3 separate regions of the Mus musculus genome follow, and regions 2 and 3 are each linked to region 1. The links are chromatin contacts, called in public Hi-C and HiChIP or PLAC-seq maps. All regions are on one chromosome and are shown on one strand. The core of a region is the stretch at or near the end of the contact, and the rest is flanking DNA. Distances in the headings are between cores, read along the strand shown.

Region 1 (3,003 bases), core at 252-2,751:
ATCAGAGATCCTGTCTCTCCTGTCTATCCTTTCTTTTCTATCTAGTGATGGGGGCGGATAAAGGGGAGGAAAAAGAACACACAAAGTCTCAAAGACTGGCTGTGTGTGTGTGTGTGTGTGTGTGTGTGTGTGTGTGTGTGTTTAGGTTTAACCCCATCAACCAGGAGGCAGAGGCATACAGGTCTCTCTAACTTCAAGGCCACAGTCTAGTCTACCCAGTGACAGTCAAGGTTACATAGTGAGACCATGTAAAACAAAACAAAAAAGACTTATTTTATGTAAATAGGTGTTTTGTTGGCATGCATACCTATGTGCTACATTTGTGTCTGGTGCTCATGGAGGCCAGAAGAGGGCGTCTGATCCTATAGATCTGGAGTCACGGAGAAGGCAGAGAGCCGCCATGTGAGACTGGATACAACACTCGGGTCTTCTGCAAAGCAGCTGCGTGCTTAGTGGCTGAGCCATCTTCCAGCCTTCCATCCTGCTTTGTTTTGTTTCTGAGACAAGGTCTTTCTATGTAGCCCTGACTGTCCCAGAACTCTGTATGTAGTAGATCAGGCTGGCCCCAAACTCGGATATCAGCCCGCCTCTGCCTCTTGAGTGTTCGGACTAAAGGCGTGAGCCGCCATGCCTGGCTCACCCTTCTTTCTCCTCTGACTTGTCTGCAGACCAGTGTGGCCACACAGTGCGACCCGGAGGAGATCATCGTGCTTTCAGACTCTGATTAGCAGGCCCCATGCTCCCCGTGCTCCCTGCATCCAGAAGGTTTTTTGTATGGCTGTTGGAAGATGATGGAGTAAAAGATGGACAGAGCTCCTCCCGTTTTGATGGTGTTTCTTTTGACAAAAAAAAAAAATCAAAATGTTTTAAGTTTTACACAGACACATTAATAAACAATGAATTTCTTTTTATTGTATTCTTTCCTTTACTTTGCCTTTTCTCTTGTGACAGCTGTCACCTGGATCTGCCTTTTCTATCCTGGCTCTCTTTTTAGGGCGTCCTCATCCTTAACCCTTCCTTGAGCCTTCTTCCCCTAGGCACTTTTAAAGATAAGTGCTTCGGAAGCCTTCTTAAGCAGCTTTCCTCTCTCGTTTTGAGCGGTCTGAGTGAAAAGGCCAATCAGGGGCTGACTCAAGGTGATTTGGCCAATCCAGGCCTGGAGGAGGGGGGCGGGGCTTGGGGGGTTCTCATATGCTGGGAAAAGGGCTGTTAGATCCCGCGAGCAAGCTAACGTCCAGAGCTCGGGGTGGAGCCTGGGAAGCGGAAGCCAGCACTGGTCAATGAGACAAGGTAGGCTTGTCGGATTAAAGGGGAACGAAGGTTTCGGCCAAACCAATTCCTGAGTCCTCAGCCGCAGACGGGACCTGGTACCTTTAAGGCGGAATGAAGCGCCGGTTCTTTAAAGGAAAAGTGTCGCTGTCGGTCGACTTTTGCCCAGCGGCACAGGAGGGGTGCTGGCCTGCGCCTTTAAGGTCGCAGGTCCGGGAGGCGGAGTGGAGGCGGAAGGCGGAGGGAGTCGGCACAAGATGGCGGCGGGAGGGGCTGGGGCTGCGGCTCTGGTCGCGGAGTGAGGGGGGGGGCCCGGGGGCGCGCGGCCAGGTAAGCGGGGGCGCGCGGGGCTGGGGGCCCCCCTCAGGCTGGGGAACAGTCCGAGGGCGCGATTGGGGAGGACTGGGGGGCGGGGTTCGGGGGCGGGGGCAAACACGAGGCGGGGTCGGGGATCCAGGGGGCGGAGCCCTGGAGGGTCCTGAAGGGGCGGGGTCGGGATCAACTGGGGGCTCTAGGGGGAGGAGCTTGAGAACTGTGGAGAACACCCCTTCACCCCAAGAAAATCGGTACGCAACACCAAGGAGGGGGCGTTCTTTTGAGAGTGAAGCCGTAGACTAGGATAGACGCCCCTTCCCTGAGAGCCCCCTATTTCCTGACCCAGGAGCGAGAGTACTAAACTTGGAATACTTTCTTTGCTAGCGCTGCGGTTTGGTGGTGTTTGATTGGATGTTTTACTTAATAGTGAGCCTCAGTTGCCCCGTCTGTACCATGGGGTTGACAGGGGTACCTGTTTTTTTTTTTTAAATACTGTGATGGCTTAAAATCAGTGATGCTTTCAAAATGCTGTTATTCTTTTTTTTTTTTTTTCCCTAGAGACCCCCCCGGCCGCCCTCTTCTTTCCTTTGTTCCTGTGGCTGGGGGGGTATCTCCTTCCACAGCATGGAGCCGTCTGCTCTGTCACCCAGTGGGGCCACACTCCCACTGCCTCTGTCACTGGCTCCACCGCCACTGCCTCTGCCGGCAGCTGCAGTGGTACACGTGTCCTTCCCTGAGGTGACCAGTGCCCTCCTGGAATCCCTCAACCAGCAGCGGCTCCAGGGTCAGCTCTGTGATGTGTCCATCCGCGTGCAGGGACGGGAGTTCCGCGCTCACAGGGCCGTCTTGGCTGCCTCCTCTCCTTACTTCCACGACCAGGTCCTACTGAAAGGCATGACTTCCATTTCCCTGCCAAGCGTCATGGACCCAGGCGCTTTTGAGACTGTCCTGGCCTCAGCTTACACGGGCCGCCTCAGCATGGCTGCTGCGGACATTGTCAACTTCCTCACAGTGGGGTCGGTCCTCCAGATGTGGCACATTGTGGATAAGTGCACTGAACTCCTTCGGGAGGGTCGATCCGCAGCCACTACAACCACTGTCACTACTGCTGCAGCCCCCTCTGTCTCTGTCCCTTGTGCCAGTGTCCCATCAGGGAATGGGGGCACTGTCGCCCCTGCCACCGTAGGCTCTGTCCGTTCCCATACCTCCAGCAGGGCCAGTGAGAATCAGTCTCCCAGCAGTAGCAACTACTTCAGCCCCCGGGAGTCGACTGATTTCTCCTCTACCTCCCAGGATGCATTTGTGGCCTCAGCAGCAGGTAGTGGGAACCGTCGGGATGGTGGCCCGGTGTTCCCAGCCCCTGTGGTTGGCAGTGCGGGTACCACCTCCGGGAAGTTGCTGCTGGAGGCCGATGAGCTA
Region 2 (2,950 bases), core at 173-2,672, 1.0 Mb after region 1:
GCGCCACGTCCAGCAGCAGCAGGTCCTGCACGTTCTCCGACTTGTCCCCCATCAGGATGGCCGCCTGCACCGCCGCCCCGTAGGCCACCGCCTCGTCCGGGTTGATGCTCTTGTTCAGGTCGCGCCCGTTGAAGAAGTCCTGCAGCAGCTTCTGCACCTTGGGGATGCGCGTCGAGCCGCCCACCAGCACCAGGTCGTGGATCTGCGCCTTGTCCATCTTGGCGTCGCGCAGGGCCTTCTCCACGGGCTCCAGCGTGCCGCGGAACAGGTCCGAGCACAGCTCTTCGAACCGCGCCCGCGTGATGGATGTGTAGAAGTCGATGCCCTCGAACAGAGAGTCGATCTCCAGGCTGGCCTGGGTGCTGGACGACAGCGTCCTCTTGGCCCTCTCACACGCCGTGCGCAGCCGCCGCACCGCGCGCTTGTTCTGGCTGATGTCCTTCTTGTGCTTCCTCTTGAACTCCTCCACGAAGTGGCTCACCAGCCGGTTGTCGAAGTCCTCCCCTCCCAGGTGCGTGTCGCCCGCCGTGGCCTTCACCTCGAAGATGCCGTCGTCGATCGTCAGGATGGACACGTCGAACGTGCCGCCCCCCAGGTCGAAGATGAGCACGTTGCGCTCGCCCTTGCCGGTCCGGTCCAGCCCGTAGGCGATGGCGGCCGCCGTGGGCTCGTTGATGATCCGCAGCACGTTTAGACCGGCGATCACGCCCGCGTCCTTGGTGGCCTGCCGCTGAGAGTCGTTGAAGTAGGCGGGCACCGTGATCACCGCGTTGGTCACCGGGTGGCCCAGGTACGCCTCAGCGATCTCCTTCATCTTCGTCAGCACCATGGACGAGATCTCCTCCGGGAAGAACGACCGGCTCTCGCCCTTGTAGTTCACCTGCACCTTGGGCTTGTCGCCGTCGTTCACCACCTGGAAGGGCCAGTGCTTCATGTCGGACTGCACCACCGCATCGCCGAACTTGCGGCCGATCAGCCGCTTCGCGTCGAACACGGTGTTCTGCGGGTTCAGCGCCACCTGGTTCTTGGCGGCGTCCCCGATGAGGCGCTCGGTGTCGGTGAAGGCCACGTAGCTGGGGGTCGTGCGGTTGCCCTGGTCGTTGGCGATGATCTCCACCTTGCCGTGCTGGAACACGCCCACGCACGAGTAGGTGGTGCCCAGGTCGATGCCGATCGCCGTGTTCTTGGCCATGGCGCCGCGCTCTGCTTCTGGAAGGCTGCGCTCCGCGGCGTGGATGCTCCGGGGAAAGTTGCGCTCCGCGGCAGGGATGCTCCTGGGAAGGTTGCGCTCCGCGGCGTGGATGCTCTGGGGAAGGCTGGTCCTGGCCGAGGATCGGGAACGCGCCGCTCGCTCTGCTTCTCTTGTCTTCGCTTGTCTCTGGATGGAACCAGATTTGATTCTGAGTAGCTGTCAGCGTCTGGTGCCCTGCTCGCCGCCCTGCGCCTTTAAGGAGTCTTCACCGGCCCCGCCCACTCTCCGCTGGGCCAATCAGCGAGCCGGAGGAGGCCTTGGGGCCAGGAATCTTCCAGCAGTTTCGCGTCTGGTGGAGCTTCCCCGCCTCCCTTGAGTAATCGGAGTTGTGGGTTCCGCCCTTGTCCAGAACTCTCCAGAGGTTTCTGGGGTTCGCTAGAGAGTACGGATTCCTGAGGGGGAGGGTGTGGGGAAGTGCTGGTGCTGCTATTGACACTGTTGCGGAGGCGACGCAACTTCGGGGTCCCTGTGGGTGAAGCTGTTAAGGGTCAGCTCCTGAAGGTGCTGGGTGGTGAGAGTGTGGGACTCAGACCAGGGAGGGAGTTTAAAGTGTACAAATCCTTCCTACAGGATGGCGGACGCAGAAAGTTTCTCAAGAGAGGCGGGATAAGGCTTGGCTAAAAAGTCTGTGATTGGGTCCTGGTTTGAGTGACAGCGTTGGGCAGGGGCGCCTGTGGAATGCTTGCTTGTCCATGTCTCCCCCTCCCTCTTCATTTTAGGTTTGAATAGGGAAATAGAAGAGATCTTGCAGTATAGTTCATTTGTTTTGCTGTCTTTACATCACGGTTAAGGTAGGAGTAGGCGGTACATCGCCTATGGAGTTCTCACAATTTTATAAGGAAATCAGCGTGAAAATACTTGATTCTCATGTTAGGAGGACCTGTGACTCAAAAGAGGAAAAAGGAAAGTGTCCCAGGACCCGGAGAGCAGGGCTTAATCGACCGTGCCAGGCTGTAGCCACTCCCTTTGCCTCAGGCTGCAGCCTGACATTAGTAAGAAAAAACTTTCCATAGACGGTGAGGCAGAAGGACTGTAGAGAGTCCAAGACCAGCCTCCGTTATAGAGGAACCCTATCTCAAAAGATTAAATAAAAATTGCTCTTTGCCAAGCACCACTGTAGGGTCTGTGCTCTGCTGTAGTAAGGTCAGGTTAATCAACAGTTCGTTGGTTCTTCTGTCTGTGTCTGCCGTCTCTGTCTGTTCACCTCTTTTAGAAGAGATGGCGTGCCCTATCCTCTGATAGCATCTTGCCTCACAGTGCCCTGCGAACTTTCCGGTGAGATCCTAAGCCTGGGTGTTGGGGCCCGCCTACTAATTCACCCTATTAGCTTTTTGTCCTAAACATCACTTTCTATGCCTGGTCTACCCTCTCCCTTTTAATTATAAGTACATTTAGCTGTCAGTGATGTCCCCTTTTCTCCTTCTCTGCCCCTCCTTTCTCCTCCTGTGTAGGAATTAAAGACCCCCTAGTCAGATGCCTTGAAACCACAGTATGAGGTTACTGGGTATGGTGGCCCACCTCTGTAATCCTCATGCTTTGGAGGGGCGGGCAGGAGGATGAAGAGTTTGAGGCTAGCCTTAGCTACATTAGAGCCTCTCTTTCAGAAAAAAAAAAAAAAAAAAAAAAAACAACGTAGATAACACCCATAGCAGAGAGAGACTGTTAATTGTCACATACACACATCTTTTTCATATTAAA
Region 3 (3,238 bases), core at 401-2,900, 1.1 Mb after region 1:
GCAGACATAGAAGGGGGTTCTCCGAAGTTCACTGTGTTGAGCTGGATGTTGACACCCCCATACAAGGCCCAGGGGATCCCAGGTCCCATCCGCTAGTGCACACAAATCAAAAACAAGATCAGGAAACCAAGTTCCAATGGGGGCGAGGTGGGAGGTCGAGTTAATTACAGTCCCCGTAGCAGTGTTAGTTATAACCCAAGTAAGGTTATGGGGTTCATGGGGCATAGGACTAGTTTGGACCACACCTATAGAAATCAGCAGAGTCAAGATCTGCAGTGTCTTAGCTTTAGGGAATCTTATGGTTGTCATTGGAGTCTTGATCCCGTCTGGGGCACTTGGCAGCATCTCCCGTCTAGTGATCGAGACTTCATCACCTGGTTGGAAACAATGGTGGTTAGGTGTTGCATAGATCTGCCATGTTTGGCCCAATCCATTTCTGTACCTTGTAAAGGACCTGTAAGCACTCTTGTCTACAGCTGGCATGAAGTTTTTCTGCCTGATTTCTCTCTCCGTGTACTTTTGAATAATACAAAGACAACTTTACACAGTACACAAGAGATTATCCCAACAGGCCTTTCTCCCCCAACCCCCCTTTCTTTTCTTCTTCTTTTTTTCTTGGTTTTTCGAGACAGGGTTTCTCTGTGTAGCTCTGGCTGTCCTCGAACTCAAGAAATCCGCCTGCCTCTGCCTCACACTCATAAGTGCTGGGATTAAAGGCATGCGCCACCACTGCCAGGCTAGCAGTGGCCTCTCAAAAGCACTGCGAACTTATGTTTTCCCTCTAGGTTTGAGCTTTAGTAGACCAGCTGGAGTGCTTCTGCCTTTGGGTCCCCTGCCCTTCCTTCACGTGACTCCATGTCAGGCAGTGAGCGCTCAGCACCTAGAGCCCCTTTCCTGTTTTACCTGGGTTAGATCCGAGGATCTTCCGCGAACTGGCGGTGCACTCCGTTACCAAAAGCCTGACATGGCCTTGAGCACACCCCATCAGTACGCTTTCTAAAAGCATAAGATAAATACAAGCAAGAGACGCGGAACGCACGGTGCATTTACCAACGCCAGGGAATTACCAACCTTTCATTCCCTACAGCAACAGCTCCCAGCAGCCAGGCACTGCTTGTGAAAGACCCCCAAGCTGGGTAGTCAATCACTCTGAGGAGACCCTCCCAAGGATCAGCGAGGCCACGATTCGGATGCAACAGCAAAAGGCTTTATTGGGAACACGGGTACCCGGGCGACTCAGTCTATCGGATGACTGGCGCGCCGAGTGTGGAGTACTTACCCTTCTTATAGGGCTAGGGCTGGGGGGCAAAAAGCGCGGGTACAGAAGCGAGAAGCGAGCTGATTGGTTAGTTTAAATAAGGCTTGGGGTATTTCCCGGTCATTTGGGGAACCTGAAACTGAGGTGGGACTTTCCAGAAACTGTTGCTGGTTTCGCTTTATCTGAGTACCATCTGTTCTTGGCCCTGAGCCGGGGCCCAGGTGCTTGACCACAGATATCCTGTTTGGCCCCTGTCCCGGTATTATTCAGCCTTATTCTTTAACTAAACTTCCTTGTAACTTTTGAGAACTCAGCTCTGGTACTTTATCATGCCTTGCAAAATGGCGTTACTGCAGCTAACTTGCTAAGCCTTATGGTGGGGTCTTTCACTTGGAGCAGCCCGAGATTCTGCAGCTCGCCCTGCAAAAGGCGGAAACCTGGGACCAAGCACGCACTCCAGACACTAGGGCTTTCGTTTTCCCGCGCTCTAGACACGAAGACCCCGGGCTGCCCGCGGCGGCGCCTGACCCGAGGGCCACGGGCTGCCCGCGGCGGCGCCTGACCCAGACCCAGGCTCGTCCCGGCACGCGGGTTCCCGTCTCCGTGCTGCACGAGCCACTCTGGCCCCTGCTTGACCCGTCCGGCAGCGGTGGGCCGCGCACGGACCCTCGGGATCGCGCACGCACAGGCGGGGCCCGGCAGCCCTGCGAGGACCCGAGTCCGGAAACGTGCGCTGTCACAAAGGGGGGGACACGTGGGTGCCGCTGTCCCGGCCGCGTTCTCCCGCAGCGGGAGAGCTGCCTCCGCTGCCCGCCACCTCCACCCCGGCCGCCCTGTGGGGCCGCGGCCGTAGCCGGCCGAGTGTGATCGCCGCCTTCAGTACGTACACGCGGCGCGGCCTCCCCTCTCCAACCCGAGGGGGCGGGCGATCGGGGTCCCGCCTCCTCCTCTAGGCGCTGCTGGCGGCTGCTCGGCCAGGCCTAGGGTCCGGCCGGGCGCCTGCGTACCTTGCAGCACGTGCTCAGGTCCCCTCCTCAATCTGCCGGGTCTCTCCTCAGGTCACTGCACCGCGTTCGGACCCTGCACAGCCATGTCCATCCTCTACGTCTCTCCTCACCCCGACGCCTTCCCCAGCCTCCGAGCCCTCATCGCTGCCCGATACGGGGAAGCTGGTGACGGTCCCGGGTGGGGAGGCCCTCACCCCCGCATCTGCTTGCAGCCTCCCCCGAGCAGCCGGACTCCATTCCCTCCGCCTCGCCTGCCCGCCCTGGAGCAGGGACCTGGCGGCCTGTGGGTGTGGGGGGCCCCGGCTGTAGCTCAGCTGTTGTGGCCTGCAGGCCTGGGGGGACCCGGGGGCAGCCGGGCAGCTGTCCTGGTCCAGCAGTGGGTCAGTTATGCTGACACGGAGCTCATACCCGCTGCCTGCGGGGCGACCCTGCCTGCCCTGGGACTTCGAGGTCCTGGTCAGGATCCCCAGGTGAGAGGGAAGAAAAAGGGAGAAATTCTGACTACACAAACAGGATTGGGAAGAATCCCACGAAAAAAGTCGGTTGTCAGGCGGTCGCATCTCTGCCTGCCACCTGGTGTAGTAACTTTGGGAACACTTTTTCTCGAGCCTTGGTCTTCTATGTCTGAGAATGCAAGATGATGAAATCTCTTCCTTCCTCCGGGGGTGTGATACATGAGCGCCCGGGAGTGGAGCGTGGTTTTGCTGTTTTCACTACGTTTGGAGTGTGTGTGTGTGTGTGTGTGTGTGTGTGTGTGTGTCTTTAAATTAGGTCTCGCTCTAACTGAATGGCTCGGAACGAACGCACTGGTGTGCCAAGCATTCCCAAGTCTGTCTTTGGGTTTCTGTTGCCATGTTTAAAACAACATGACCAAAAGCGCCTTGGGAAAGAAAGGAATTGTTTCAGGTTACAGCTCTCCATCACTGAAGGAAGTCAGACCAGTGACTGGAAGCAGAAACAAAAAGAGGCCGTG

Evidence for each region. A called contact is a pair of places that touch in the nucleus more often than the background predicts. HiChIP or PLAC-seq counts read pairs in DNA pulled down with a chosen protein or histone mark.
Region 2: an HNF4G HiChIP or PLAC-seq map of pancreatic cancer cells shows a contact between it and region 1. The contact joins the promoter of Hspa1b here to the promoter of Zbtb22 in region 1. A contact is called at or near these places in 4 of 39 promoter capture datasets (the C10 cell line, frontonasal cranial neural crest, maxillary cranial neural crest and 1 more), 1 of 484 Hi-C or Micro-C datasets (B cells) and 3 of 115 datasets of contacts at active chromatin or transcription factors (embryonic stem cells, microglia and pancreatic cancer cells).
Region 3: a Hi-C map of B cells shows a contact between it and region 1, with 8 read pairs. The contact joins the promoter of D17H6S56E-5 here to the promoter of Zbtb22 in region 1. A contact is called at or near these places in 8 of 39 promoter capture datasets (the HPC-7 cell line, cranial neural crest, embryonic stem cells and 4 more), 1 of 484 Hi-C or Micro-C datasets (B cells), 5 of 115 datasets of contacts at active chromatin or transcription factors (astrocytes, cardiomyocytes, embryonic stem cells and 2 more) and 1 of 9 other capture datasets (liver).

The regions. Positions count from the first base shown.
Region 1 is chr17:33,914,675-33,917,677 of GRCm38.p6, forward strand. Zbtb22 (zinc finger and BTB domain containing 22) reads left to right here and starts at 1,502. Exons shown (of 2, transcript NM_020625.3): 1 at 1,502-1,599; 2 at 2,143-3,003. The coding sequence starts at 2,209. Daxx (Fas death domain-associated protein) reads left to right here. Exons shown (of 8, transcript NM_007829.4): 8 at 669-916. The coding sequence ends at 728.
Region 2 is chr17:34,957,816-34,960,765 of GRCm38.p6, forward strand. Hspa1b (heat shock protein 1B) reads right to left here and starts at 1,423. Exons shown (of 1, transcript NM_010478.2): 1 at 1-1,423. The coding sequence starts at 1,192.
Region 3 is chr17:34,999,096-35,002,333 of GRCm38.p6, forward strand. D17H6S56E-5 (DNA segment, Chr 17, human D6S56E 5) reads right to left here and starts at 1,651. Exons shown (of 2, transcript NM_033075.3): 1 at 1,072-1,651; 2 at 1-374. The coding sequence starts at 1,078. It overlaps Vars (valyl-tRNA synthetase), which reads left to right and starts at 1,812. Exons shown (of 30, transcript NM_011690.3): 1 at 1,812-2,137; 2 at 2,317-2,735. The coding sequence starts at 2,349.